Linked DNA regions of Rattus norvegicus: regions 1 and 2 are each linked to region 3. A link is a contact called in public Hi-C data. All regions are on one chromosome and are shown on one strand. The core of a region is the stretch at or near the end of the contact, and the rest is flanking DNA. Distances in the headings are between cores, read along the strand shown.

The links. Hi-C and Micro-C count contacts between places; a contact is called where the count stands out from the background.
Region 1: a contact with region 3 is called in a Hi-C map of kidney, with 9 times the contacts expected there. The contact joins the enhancer-like site here to the promoter of Nrip1 in region 3. A contact is called at or near these places in 2 of 12 Hi-C or Micro-C datasets (the Rat2 cell line and kidney).
Region 2: a contact with region 3 is called in a Hi-C map of hepatocytes, with 2.1 times the contacts expected there. The contact joins the enhancer-like site here to the promoter of Nrip1 in region 3. A contact is called at or near these places in 6 of 12 Hi-C or Micro-C datasets (the A7r5 cell line, Schwann cells, hepatocytes and 3 more).

Annotation. Positions count from the first base shown.
Region 1 is chr11:28,717,964-28,721,744 of GRCr8, forward strand. No RefSeq gene overlaps it. Among named protein-coding and RNA genes, the nearest start is that of Nrip1, 250 kb to the left of the region's middle. Within about 2 kb of position 1,293, at least 5 of the 93 cell types and tissues checked have an H3K27ac peak or open chromatin away from gene starts, as enhancers often do. A contact at or near this core is called in kidney, where this site is marked.
Region 2 is chr11:28,611,989-28,616,155 of GRCr8, forward strand. No RefSeq gene overlaps it. Among named protein-coding and RNA genes, the nearest start is that of Nrip1, 150 kb to the left of the region's middle. Within about 2 kb of position 1,778, at least 18 of the 93 cell types and tissues checked have an H3K27ac peak or open chromatin away from gene starts, as enhancers often do. A contact at or near this core is called in the A7r5 cell line and hepatocytes, where this site is marked.
Region 3 is chr11:28,464,002-28,467,863 of GRCr8, forward strand. Nrip1 (nuclear receptor interacting protein 1) reads right to left here and starts at 2,411. Exons shown (of 4, transcript NM_001100560.2): 1 at 2,234-2,411.

The DNA of each region.
Region 1 (3,781 bases), core at 43-2,542, 250 kb after region 3:
ATTTTATAAATAAAATCCTTCTGTCACTATCAAAATATTAATGTCTTCCTCAGACCCTTTTCATTTCAATTTCTTTCCATGCATTGTAGGTGGAAAAATAATAGTTTCTTTAGCCTATATATTTTTTTCTTCTTTTCACTTTCACTAAATTTTTGTCTTCTATACCATTGGAAATTCTCCTTGTACTCAGATTTCATCTGAACTACAATTCATAAAGATCAAGTGTCCCTATAATTCATGTATGCATGCCTAGAGTACATATCCTAAATGTTTATTAGTGATAACAGTAAATATCAATCAGCCACTAATGTTTTTTTTTATTAACTTGAGTATTTCTTATATACATTTCGAGTGTTATTCCCTTAATCAGAGAAAGAAATGTTTTTATTGTGAAAAAAAACCATAAATGTAAAGTTCTGTATGTTACTCATGGTCGGGGTTCTCAGAAGGCTTATGAGTTATTCAGGGAGATAGCATGATACAAATGAAATCATAACTAACAAAGCTCTGAATAACTTGTTCCTGGGGTGTGACATAGATTAAAGCTCCAAGAAGTGCTATATGGTCGGGGCAAACTCTAATAGAGGAGGTGGCGTTTAATCTGAGCTGAGGCCAAGAGACGGGTTTAAGAGTAGACAAGGAGGCCAATGGAGTTCTGAGCAATAAAAACATGGTCAATGAGGATGGAGGTACAAAAGTTCAAAGTGCCACGGAGAGCCCAAGAAGGCAGGAACAGAGTCCTTACGAATTCTGAGGACAACAGGTTTCAAACACAGAATAATCTTGGGGTGACGGGTTTCTTTTATCAAGTTCCTGGTTGCAAACACCGGATGGTCATTTCAGGGGATTCTGCAGTGTAACACGTGCTCTTTGAATAGATTGATTTGTTTCAGTACTCAGACAGTGTTGCCAGGAGAAGGGCGGGGTGGTGAAACTATGAAAGCCTGGAAGAGGGGATTCATTGGTTGAGAATAAAGGAGGCGTAACCCAGTAATGATCAGTTTTAGTTGAGGCAAACGCTGAAGCAGTCAGTTAAAATGGTAAAGAAATAAAAAACATTTGAAAATTGTTTTAAGAAATAGAATGTGAATATAGGAGATCATTCCAACAAAAGTTTGGCTCAGTTCTCACGTGTGGAGGAAGACTCATCATTGAAAGGAACCATGAAGGTGTAGGAGCAGTGGAATACAGCGGTAAGGAGTCAAGCAAGAGAAAGTCCCACTGGTAATCCACCCCCTAGATGCCAAGGTAGAGCATTTGTTTAGTCATGAGTTTTCACTGAATAGTTCACACATCACTAGGAAATGCTTCACGTAACTCAATATTTCCCTCCACTGCCAACGCGTATCAACATACCAAGAGGACTGTTGCAGAATGATTTATTACGCGAATAAGATCTTGAATACGTGTTTTCATTATGCTTTGAGGATACATATCAGTGAAGATACTTAAAGAAAAACTCTAGCCACAAAGGTCTGGGAAATGCCATAGTCCATGTGCTTCTCCGTCTCAAGTTTTTAATTTCCCCAAGTGAGCCATTAACCACAGAGAACACAATCAAACATGACCTAATCGTTTTAATCCCAAATCCAATATGACTAAAAATTTGCCAAGGCAAGTTTCAAGTGTGCCCAGATGTAAACGGTGCTCTGCAGAAGGGAGTAATAAATCTGTTCTGCTCTGCAGTGAAAGAACACTCTTGGCACACCGCACCATTGCACCTGTGCACACTAGTGCAGAGGGAAAGGCAGCGAGTTGGCCGTTCACAGACTGTGCCATCTGACTACCCAGGTTGAGCCCATTCCTTGGTCCCAGAATAGTAACGGTTGCGATAAACGTTCAGACTTTAGAGTATAATGTACAAGGATTCTCTGCTTCTTGGGTTAAAGGTCAGGGGTGAGAAGTCACTGAGGTCAAATTTACTGTAGCCTTACACTGGTGACTTAGAGGACAAAGAGAGGTTTGTTGGTAATCATCTTCTTGCTTCCTGCTGAGTCCACATAGAATTTGGGAGGCTCGTTATGAAATTGGGAAGCGTCACTAGTGTGCTGGGAGAATCCTCCTGTGTCTCTAGCTTAGTTATGAGATCCTGGGCAAATTACTGAACCCATTTTGCCTCTGGCTTTCTAATCTGAAGGGAAACTAGGCGAGTGAAAAAGGAAAGCACTGGATTGCTGAACAGTTTTACAGTAGTTCCTGGATTGAAGAAACACTAACACATTTTCTTTTACATGTTTTCAAATTTACTAATATATTGCCAAAACCCTGTAAGAGCACCTCGAGTAGAAATTAGTCATTTCTGAGAGGACAACGGTATTCCCAAGTTAGTCCTCTCTAGCCTGCATGTAGTTTCTATTTCCAATTTTTTTTAAAAATTAAATAGCAAATAAAATAGAATTCCTTGCGATAAATTCTGAACCACAGAGGTCAGTGAGTGATTTCTTGAAAGGCAGATCTGGTGCAAAGTGGATAAGTCCTGAGAGTCTGGAGAATGTGAGTGGATTGCCTTAAATTTGGACTGAGAATTGAACAAAGGCAGAAGAGAGTGGAGCAGTGGCCTGTAGCTACCCGGACATGGAATGGATTGCATGTTAGATAATGACCCCCAGGATCCTTGCTAGCAGGATGGATTTCAGAAAATGGTAGACAGAATATGTCCAAACCACATGGGATCTGATCTGCCCACATATTCTACATATAGAGCTCATCAGAATAAGCAGAAATTGGAATCTGAAAAGGAGGCTTAATGCCTAAGTGTCAAGAACTATATCCACATGGTACAATACTATGTGCTATGTTAAATATGTTGCTATCAGGCTGTGACCTACCGAAACACTTTGTAATTTATAACAACAGTTTTACAGGCTGCGCCTTACTGTAGGAGACTCCATCATTTGGAGCAAGAAGGATGACTGCAGGTCCTGGGTAGACCCAGAAACTATATCATCTATCAGACACACACCCATCTAGCACAGACCGTTAAGTGACTTATTCTTGGGAGCAGAAAAAAAGCCATCTTATGAGTTTATTGGAAAAAATTAAAGCAGGGGATGACAGTGTATCAACCTGTCATCCAATACCTATTACGAGAGTCAAGAATCACTTTGCAGAGGATTCTCTAGCTGTCCTTGGAGCTTTAGCTTGGCTTGGTCCTTCATTATTGATGAGACTAACTCAAACCCTGGCCCATCTACTTGTCAGAACATCTGGACCTGGACCTGCTGTTTACTGCTCTCAGGAATCACTTTGGCCTTGCACCTCACAGCTGAGCTCTGCAGCTTCGTTCTCAAACCCTGGCATCAGCAGGTACAGACTGCAGCTGCCTCTGGCACTGTTCGTTACAGACTCTTTCTCGTCTCACTTCTGGAAACTCTTGAACTGTGATGTAGCCTCTTTAACCTGCATTCATTGTCACACACACACACACACACACACACACACACACACACATATTACTGGGTGCTGTAAATATATGATGTGAGAGTTAATAATAGCAAGTAAGAGTTGAATAAAAGAACCCAAGTTTAGCAAGAACCATACAACAAATTGCTATCGTTGACACTGATAAACTTTCTGAATTTGTTGTTACCCAGTAAAGTTTGATCTTGTGCAAACATAGACACATTTCATGTATGCACAGCATGCTTGAGACAATCACATGTACTTTAAAGAATGCAGTTCGAAGATCAGTTTATAAAACTGGTTCTACTCAAACAGAAATTTGAATTATACATTATTTTGACTGGTAGTGAAATGAACGTGAGTTCCTATTTTCCATGTT
Region 2 (4,167 bases), core at 528-3,027, 150 kb after region 3:
AAAAAGACACGTGCTCCACTATGTTCATTGCAGCCTTATTTATAATAGCCAGAAGCTGGAAAGAACCCAGATGCCCTTCAACAGAGGAATGGATACAGAAAATGTGGTACATCTACACAATGGAATATTACTCAGCTATCAAAAACAACGACTTTATGAAATTCGTAGGCAAATGGTTGGAACTGGAAAACATCATCCTGAGTGAGCTAACCCAATCACAGAAAGACATACATGGTATGCACTCATTGATAAGTGGCTATTAGCCCAAATGCTTGAATTACCCTAGATGCCTAGAACAAATGAAACTCAAGACGGATGATCAAAATGTGAATGCTTCACTCCTTCTTTAAAAGGGGAACAAGAATACCCTTGGCAGGGAAGAGAGAGGCAAAGATTAAAACAGAGACTGAAGGAACACCCATTCAGAGCCTGCCCCACATGTGGCCCATACATATACAGCCACCCAATTAGACAAGATGGATGAAGCAAAGAAGTGCAGACGGATAGGAGCCGGATGTAGATCGCTCCTGAGAGACACAGCCAGAATACAGCAAATACAGAGGCGAATGCCAGCAGCAAACCACTGAACTGAGAATAGGACCCCCGTTGAAGGAATCAGAGAAAGAACTGGAAGATCTTGAAGGGGCTCGAGACCCCATATGTACAACAATGCTAAGCAACCAGAGCTTCCAGGGACTAAGCCACTACCTTAAGACTATACATGGAATGACCCTGGACTCTGACCTCATAGGTAGCAATGAATATCCTAGTAAGAGCACCAGTGGAAGGAGAAGCCCTGGGTCCTGCTAAGACTGAACCCCCAGTGAACTAGACTGGTGGGGGGAGGGCGGCAATGGGGGGAGGATCGGGAGGGGAACACCCATAAGGAAGGGGAGGGGGGAGGGAGATGTTTGCCCGGATACCGGGAAAGGGAATAACACTCGAAATGTATATAAGAAATACTCAAGTTAATTAAAAAAATTTAATAAATCACATAAAAACAGCATCAGTCACTTAAACATGTAATAAACATTAGTTTTTATCATGTAAAAAAAAAAAAGCTGGCAATGATGTCCCCTAGGTGCCTGAGCCAACTGCCTTTTTTTTGTAACAGATAAAGAGTCTTCAGGATTTGAATTCTGTCGATTGTTATGGGAGTTGTTTATAAAGTTGCAGTCTGTGATGGTTAATGTTCATTATACAAATCAATTGTCTGTATGGCTAAGTGATACAGTTAAGAATGTGGATGCTTTTTCCCAGTTTATGAACACTATCATTCTTTTATTAACAGCACGCTCAGGCAAGTGGAGACTGACAGGAGTTGAAGTGATTGTTCAAATTTCAGGTTTTGAAATGAATAAGGATGGTTGTTTAGGAACACACCAAAAATGGCTCGAAATAGCCTCTCAATCTACATATCACAGATATGACCTCTTGGTTTGCAATCAAAGTAGCGATATATAAACAACCCATGAAAAGGGAGTTAAGTTACCCAAATCGGAAAGGTAAACACAATCAGTAGAATATAACTCCATAGGGATATGCAAAGGGAGGACAGAACTCTTACATAACCCACGTTTTACTAAATCTCTGAGGGCAGATGTCATAGCAGTTGCTGGAAATCTTTCTATGGTTTCCAGGATGTGTTTGCATCTTTTCTTTTTTTTTTTTTAAGCACCTACTGTATTGTGCAATCCATAGTCAGAACTGACTAATTTATATTAGGTTGCATCTTGAGGATGACTCAGGTCCAGTTCTCCCTTAAAGGGTTTCAACCGAGCAGCATGTGGGAATCATATGCAAAGAAGCTTCTCCAGGCAAGACAGAGCACAGCCTGGGGAAGGAAGGTCACAAGGGTCAAGCTGATTACCTCCTCCAGCTCTGGCAAGCTCAGGGCTCAGCTGGGTTACCCAAGTTCACCAGGAGCTATTGACATTCAGCCGGTGCTCTCTCTCATTACCAGATCAGCAGGGAACCGTCTGGGCTTCACGTTAACTCTTCTGTGTCCTGTTCCAAGATTTCTGTAAGGCCGGAACCAGAAACCCTGCAGCTCAATTTATTCAGGATTACCATGCAAGAAGTGAACCTTTATATCAATGTCTGATTCCATTTTCTAGGTGGAAACAACAGTCCACATAATCATTTCAAAGGCGCTAGATTAAAAAAAAAACACGAGGAAATAACATGTGTTTCAGGTTTACCAACCAAGCTGCAGTCTGAGTTTATTCCTAAAGTGAAAGTGCAGGGAAATGTTTAGTCTTTCCAGTAACAAAACAAACAAACAAACAAACAAAAACCGGGTCCTACTTAGTCCTGAATACATAGTTACTTTGATTTTTCTATTTCCTTCTTTTACAAAAATACCAATTGTCCCAATTCATTGTCATCCAGAGGTGTGCCTTTATTAGCTAAATTCATTAGCTAAGAATTGAAGTCCAGGCTCAGGGAGGAACTGTGTGAGGTCACAGACCCAGGTAACTGTGTGGTAAGCCTGTTGCTTCAGGCTTACATTCCCCGCTGACACATTAGAACCTTCGAGAAGTGACTTAACCTGTCTGGCTCCATAACATTTTTTTTCTTTCTGTAAACTGAGAATAATATTTGATGAATCCACAAAGCACGTTGCTATGGTAGCAACCAGAGGACTGACTCACTGTTAAATCTAGGAGCCGCTATAGTTTAACTGTAATTGCAAGACTGCCCTGTTTAGTATTCAACTGGTCCCAGAGTACACATTAGGCCTAATCCTTAGTTCTCTTATGCCTGAAACCTTTGATCAACTGGGTGGTGAAGAGCTGTTCACAAGTTAGGCCAACTTGTCTTTACCATGTGTGTGTGTGTGTGTGTGTGTGTGTGTGTGTTCATATATCGTATTATATTTAATATATTAAAGGATTAAGTATTAAAGTATAATCTATTCTCTTAAGGGCTAAGGACTTGGAAGACACAGCCTTACCCTGAAAGGAACTTAGAGTTTTTCCAGAAGATAAGGCAGTTATGAGCAATGTGGTTAATTCTGAAAATCCAAATGTATAATTTAGAGCCCTCTTGGACTTTGGAGTTGTTACCCACCTTAATTTCCAGCTCTGTTCAATGACTAAGCTAACTGCCAAAAGCAAGGCACTCATAAAGACTCTCTTCTGTGACTTTGATCACAAAGGCAAACAGAAACCTTCTGATCTACCTGGTTCAGCAGACCGGTCATTCTCCTTATTAGGTCTTTAGCAAAGTGGGAATGGAATGCATGGGTAATGCTACTTGAGAGTGATGTTTAGCTCTGTCTGACCATGTTTCTTCCTTTCCAATTTCATTCTCTCCCTCCTTCCCAGCTTTAGCCTCTGGGATTTTTTTAATTGAGCTTGCTGAAACTAACAGCGCTCCCCAAACACTCCTTTTTGAGTCCCTTTGTGCTGGGTATGGATTGGTTATTCACTCAGGTAACAGCTCCGGGCCTCTGAGTCATCTTTGATTTTTTTTCCTTTGCTTTGACATGCACGATTTTCTCTCTCTATCTCATCCACACTGTGTTCAGTCTGGGCCTCATTTCTCTTTATCTTTTTCTTAACATTGATCTATTTCGGTGTTCTTCTTTTCCTTCTCTCCCTCTCCCTCTCCCCATCCCTCTACCCCTCCCTCTCCCTCTCCCTCTCCCCTTCCTTTTCCCCCTTCCCCTCTCCTTTCTCTGTAACACTCTCCGAGGTCACTAGCTAAAATTTGAACTAAAGAAGGTTACATTTTAGTAACAATATCCTGACTCCAACTTACATATGTCATCCTTCTGCTATGATATTTACTGTTTTCTAGAACCTTTCCAAGTCTTCACTCCTTTTCCTCTTCTTCCTTCTCCTCCTCTTCCTGCTCTTCCTCCTTCTCCTCCTCCATGCAGTCTATATATTTTACTGTGTGGATGCTCCCTGCCATCTGCATTTGCTTGTCTACAGTTGATATTCTATAATTCTTTAAGAATGGGCTCATAGATACCTATAGCTACCACAGATTCATTTTATAAATAACCTGTCATGGGATTTGGAACTTTTAAGACCAACATATCTTAGGGCACCAGCATCTACCAGCAGCACCATAGCTGCCTGTGTTACTGCTAAGTCCTGTAAAGATAGAGGAGACTGGATCCTCTCTGCTGTGTAGCATGATGCTTTATGCCAATTG
Region 3 (3,862 bases), core at 1,161-3,660:
CACCTTGGAGCACAAGCTAAAAGAAGCTGTCTTTAAATTTTTTTTCTTTTGAATTAGTATCTTTCGGAGACTGGCCCACTTGAGTTGATATGTCATAATTTTCGGTTCTGAAAGTGTCGTGGATAATTTAAATTGGCACTTGCTATGCATTACTTAAATAAGTGTTCTCCTGGATGGCCTCTGAAAAGCCTGAATTCCTTAATCTTGTTTTGACTATACAGTAACCACGAGGGACACGTCAATGTAAGCAAACTCCAAGAGCAATAAACTAACAAACAGACTCTAGGTGGTGGTATAGGTTATTTTTTTAATCACAACGTTTTGCTCTTAAAACTGGAGGAGTCAGAGGAGCCCTGGCCTCATCCACAAACATTTCTCCATTGCTAACCCACAATTATTTTCAGGTATCTCAATTACAAAAATCCAAGTTCTGCAAAGTTTGGAAACTCAGATTTCTAAGTCTTCTCGTAGGCATGAAAGCTGGTTTTCAACTACCTGTATATAAGCAGCAACCGAAGCCCTCCTTAGAGTTTTGAAGTATACTTTTTAAGGATATTTTCTTCTCGCTCCTTGTACTTTAAGTGTGGAGTCTTCCCAGTACAGTATAGAACAGGCTGGGGTGAGGCTCCAGTTTGCAGGTATTGCCTGCGGCATGACTGACTCTCCTTTGTCTCTACTAAGTCCTACACAGAAAGTTCCTGTTGGATCAATTAAACCCTATGGACAAACTGCTGGGCCAAACCAGGGCAACTCACTTGGAAGGGGAAGATTTCAACATTTTCCCAGGCTGCAGCCACTCTTAGGGGCCATGCATGTGAAGCACCCACCGTTTGCTTAAAAAGTCGACTCCGTCTCTTAGACAAAGGTGGCAACCTGATGATTAAACACTGGATAATTGCATCTGGAAGATGCCGCCCACTTGCTAAACCCATGATTCACTAATAAGCGGGTTCAATGTAATTCATAACTCTAAAGAATGAATTACCGAAGTCCCTGCTTTACAAAACCCAAGAGATAGACTACACATCGTTTAAGCATACACACAGACAGACAGACACACAGACACTCCAATCTTGTTTTACTTTTAGACTGTCTCTCTTTCTCTAAAAACACTGTTTTCGCTCAGTGTCACAATCAGTTACAAGAGCAGACAAACTCCAGCCTGGTGCCATCAAAAAAAAAAGAGTTAAAAGTTCTTGCACCTAACAATGTCCGGACTTCCCTCTAACTAAAATGATCCATTAATTTAAAAAAGTAAAGTATTTTAACGTAAAATTACCTAACGTTTCATACTTCGTTTGCGACCGCCAGAATCCAATTAAATTTCTGACATGATGGAAGGTAGAAACTCGTGGAATGCCTCAGAGATCAACATGTGTCAGACTCACTGCCTGTCCGCCTTTTAAACACAGTGGATTCCTTTGTTCCTTCCGTCTGAATATCAACTCCTGATTAAAATTTGGAAACTACTTTGGGAAGGATGGGAGGGTCTAGGGGAATGTTTCCGCGGAAGAGGGTTTCTTCTAGCAACAATAGTAGTAAGGAGGACAGTGGCACCAGAGAGAAGAGCAGTCTCTCAGGACTTCACCAGGCTCACCCGAGTGAACCCCTCTCGGATGCTGGGGGAACTGGGCTGAGGCCTCGGGTGCAAGGGGCCTCGCCCTCCTCGGCAGGCGGGGAGCTCGTGCCCAGCAGGCCGGGCCTGGGGCTCAGCGCTGTCCCTTCTCCGAGTCACTTTTCCCGGCCGGGAATCGGCGAGCACCGCGCAAGGGAGAAACCGGCGATAGGCGGGGAGCTGCGCGGGCGCCACCGCGAGCACCGCTGGGCGGCAGGACCGAGCGGGGCTGCAGCCAGCGCCCGGGGCTCGGGGCCAACGGGGGCAGCCGGGCGGGCGGGCGAGCTCGACCCGGGCCCCGCGATCCGGCCACCCGCGTGGGTCCCGGCGCATTACACCCAGGGCGGCTGCGCCCCTCGCGCCAAGGCTGGCACGGACGAGCCCGCGGCTGGGAACTCCACAACTTGGCGGCTGCGCCGGCCGGGCCCGCGAGTTCCCGGGGAGAGCCGGAGAGGGGCGCGGCGGCGCGCTGTCCCCGGGATCCGTGTCCCTGGAGCCCCCCGCGGGCCTCCCCCGGCCTCCGCCGCCTCCACGGGCCGCGCACCCAGGCCGTGCCCGGGCGGCTCGGCGTCCGCTCAGCGAGCTCCGCACGGAGCCCGGGCCGCGATCGCCACTCACCGAGGCCGCCGCGGCTCCGGGCCGCCGATCCGCGTCGCTCCCTCCTTCCCAGGTTAGCCGTGCCCTGCGGCCGCGCGAGGCCACGGGCGCTGCGCACCGGCGGGCTGGGGCCGGCTCGTCCTCCGCCTGCGCCGCGGTCGCCGTCGCCTCCCGAGTTCGGGGCTCTGCTGCAATGTCTGCGAGGCTGACTTTGAGCGCCTCGCTCGCCGCCCGCCCGCCGCAGCCGCGCTCCTCCCTCCGCCGCCGACTTCGCGGCGGCCGGGTCCCTCCCCTCGCTGCTCCACGCCATTCAGCTCTTCAGCCAAGTTTCTTAACCCTTTTCTGCCCCTCCCTCCCATTGTCACCCGGGCGGAGCGCGCACCCGGCGGCTTGCCGGAGCCCGGGAGCCCACCCGGCGTCTGCAGGCCTTCTCGCCGGTGCTCCGGGTGGGGGTCCGGGTCTGAGCGGCCTTGAAGGCAGAGGGAGGACGCGGTTGAACCGGAGAAGGGGGGTGCTTTGCTCCCCGAGCCGGCGCCCTGGCTTCCCAGCCGCGTCCAGCCAGCCGCCTGGACAGATTCCCCGCTAGGGGCCAGGCGATAGCCCATGTCACCCTTGCGGGGGCAAACGCTGGGGGCACCAAAGGGGAGTCGGGGCGCCTTAACCCTACCCCAGGTTCCCCACCTAAGGGCTGGCACCTTAAATGTCTCCCTTTCTCCCGTTTCAACCCACAAATACGCGTTCTCTTGGAGCCCTTTACCCACCCTCAATTTTCCACCTCCTTGAAATCTGTGTCCCGCTTAAATTCCGGAAGCCACGGCGCTATAACTCTAGGTCATTTTGACCCCATCCTCAGCACCTAGTAGGACCCAGTAATAAATATGGCATGATTGCAAGCGGAAAACTGGGAAGGAGACCTGAGGAGTGCACAGCTCAGCTCCCTAGACGGACGCAGGACCCAGGAACCTGGTTTATCTTCTGCTGCTTTGTCACTGCGAAGTCTCCAGTAGGGTCTGCCCGCCAATCTGCACCACCCCCAGGAAGGATCTGACCCAACAGGACTAGAAGATGGGCTGGCACTTCTTTAAGCAGCTCTGCTGGGTTCAGAGTCTCAATAAATAACAATTACATCACGGAGCCAGGGTGGCAGTGCAGCGAAACCTGGGTTTCCTGCAGCCTGGTCTTGCTGAACCCGCCTCTGAATTTGAGGGGGGCTAACAGATTGGTGAGGCTAGAAAGTGGAGGGAGGAGAGAAAAAGACGAAACCGTGATCTCTTCCTCTCCTTGTGTTTTCTGCTTTAAAATCCTATTCTCTCTACTCCCTTCATATGTTACTTGTGAAGCCTCCTTTTAACGCTCCCCCTACCCCAGATGTCACGTTTGTTTTTGACTCTAGCATCTTGCCATGAAAAGAATCATTTGCAGAAGTTGTTTTCGCTTGACATAAAAAAAAACAAAAACAAAAACAAAAAAAACAAAAAAACCACTCTAAAGTACATCTTTGGTTCACCCTAAACTCTGAAGTGCTATGCCTGTGTTAAAATACTTACTGACTAAGACAATTTTGTGGATGAAGCTGTCTACTCTCATACACACGTTTTCATATTCTTAGGAATTTCGGTAGCCTTCGGAAGCAGTTATTGATGTACACCG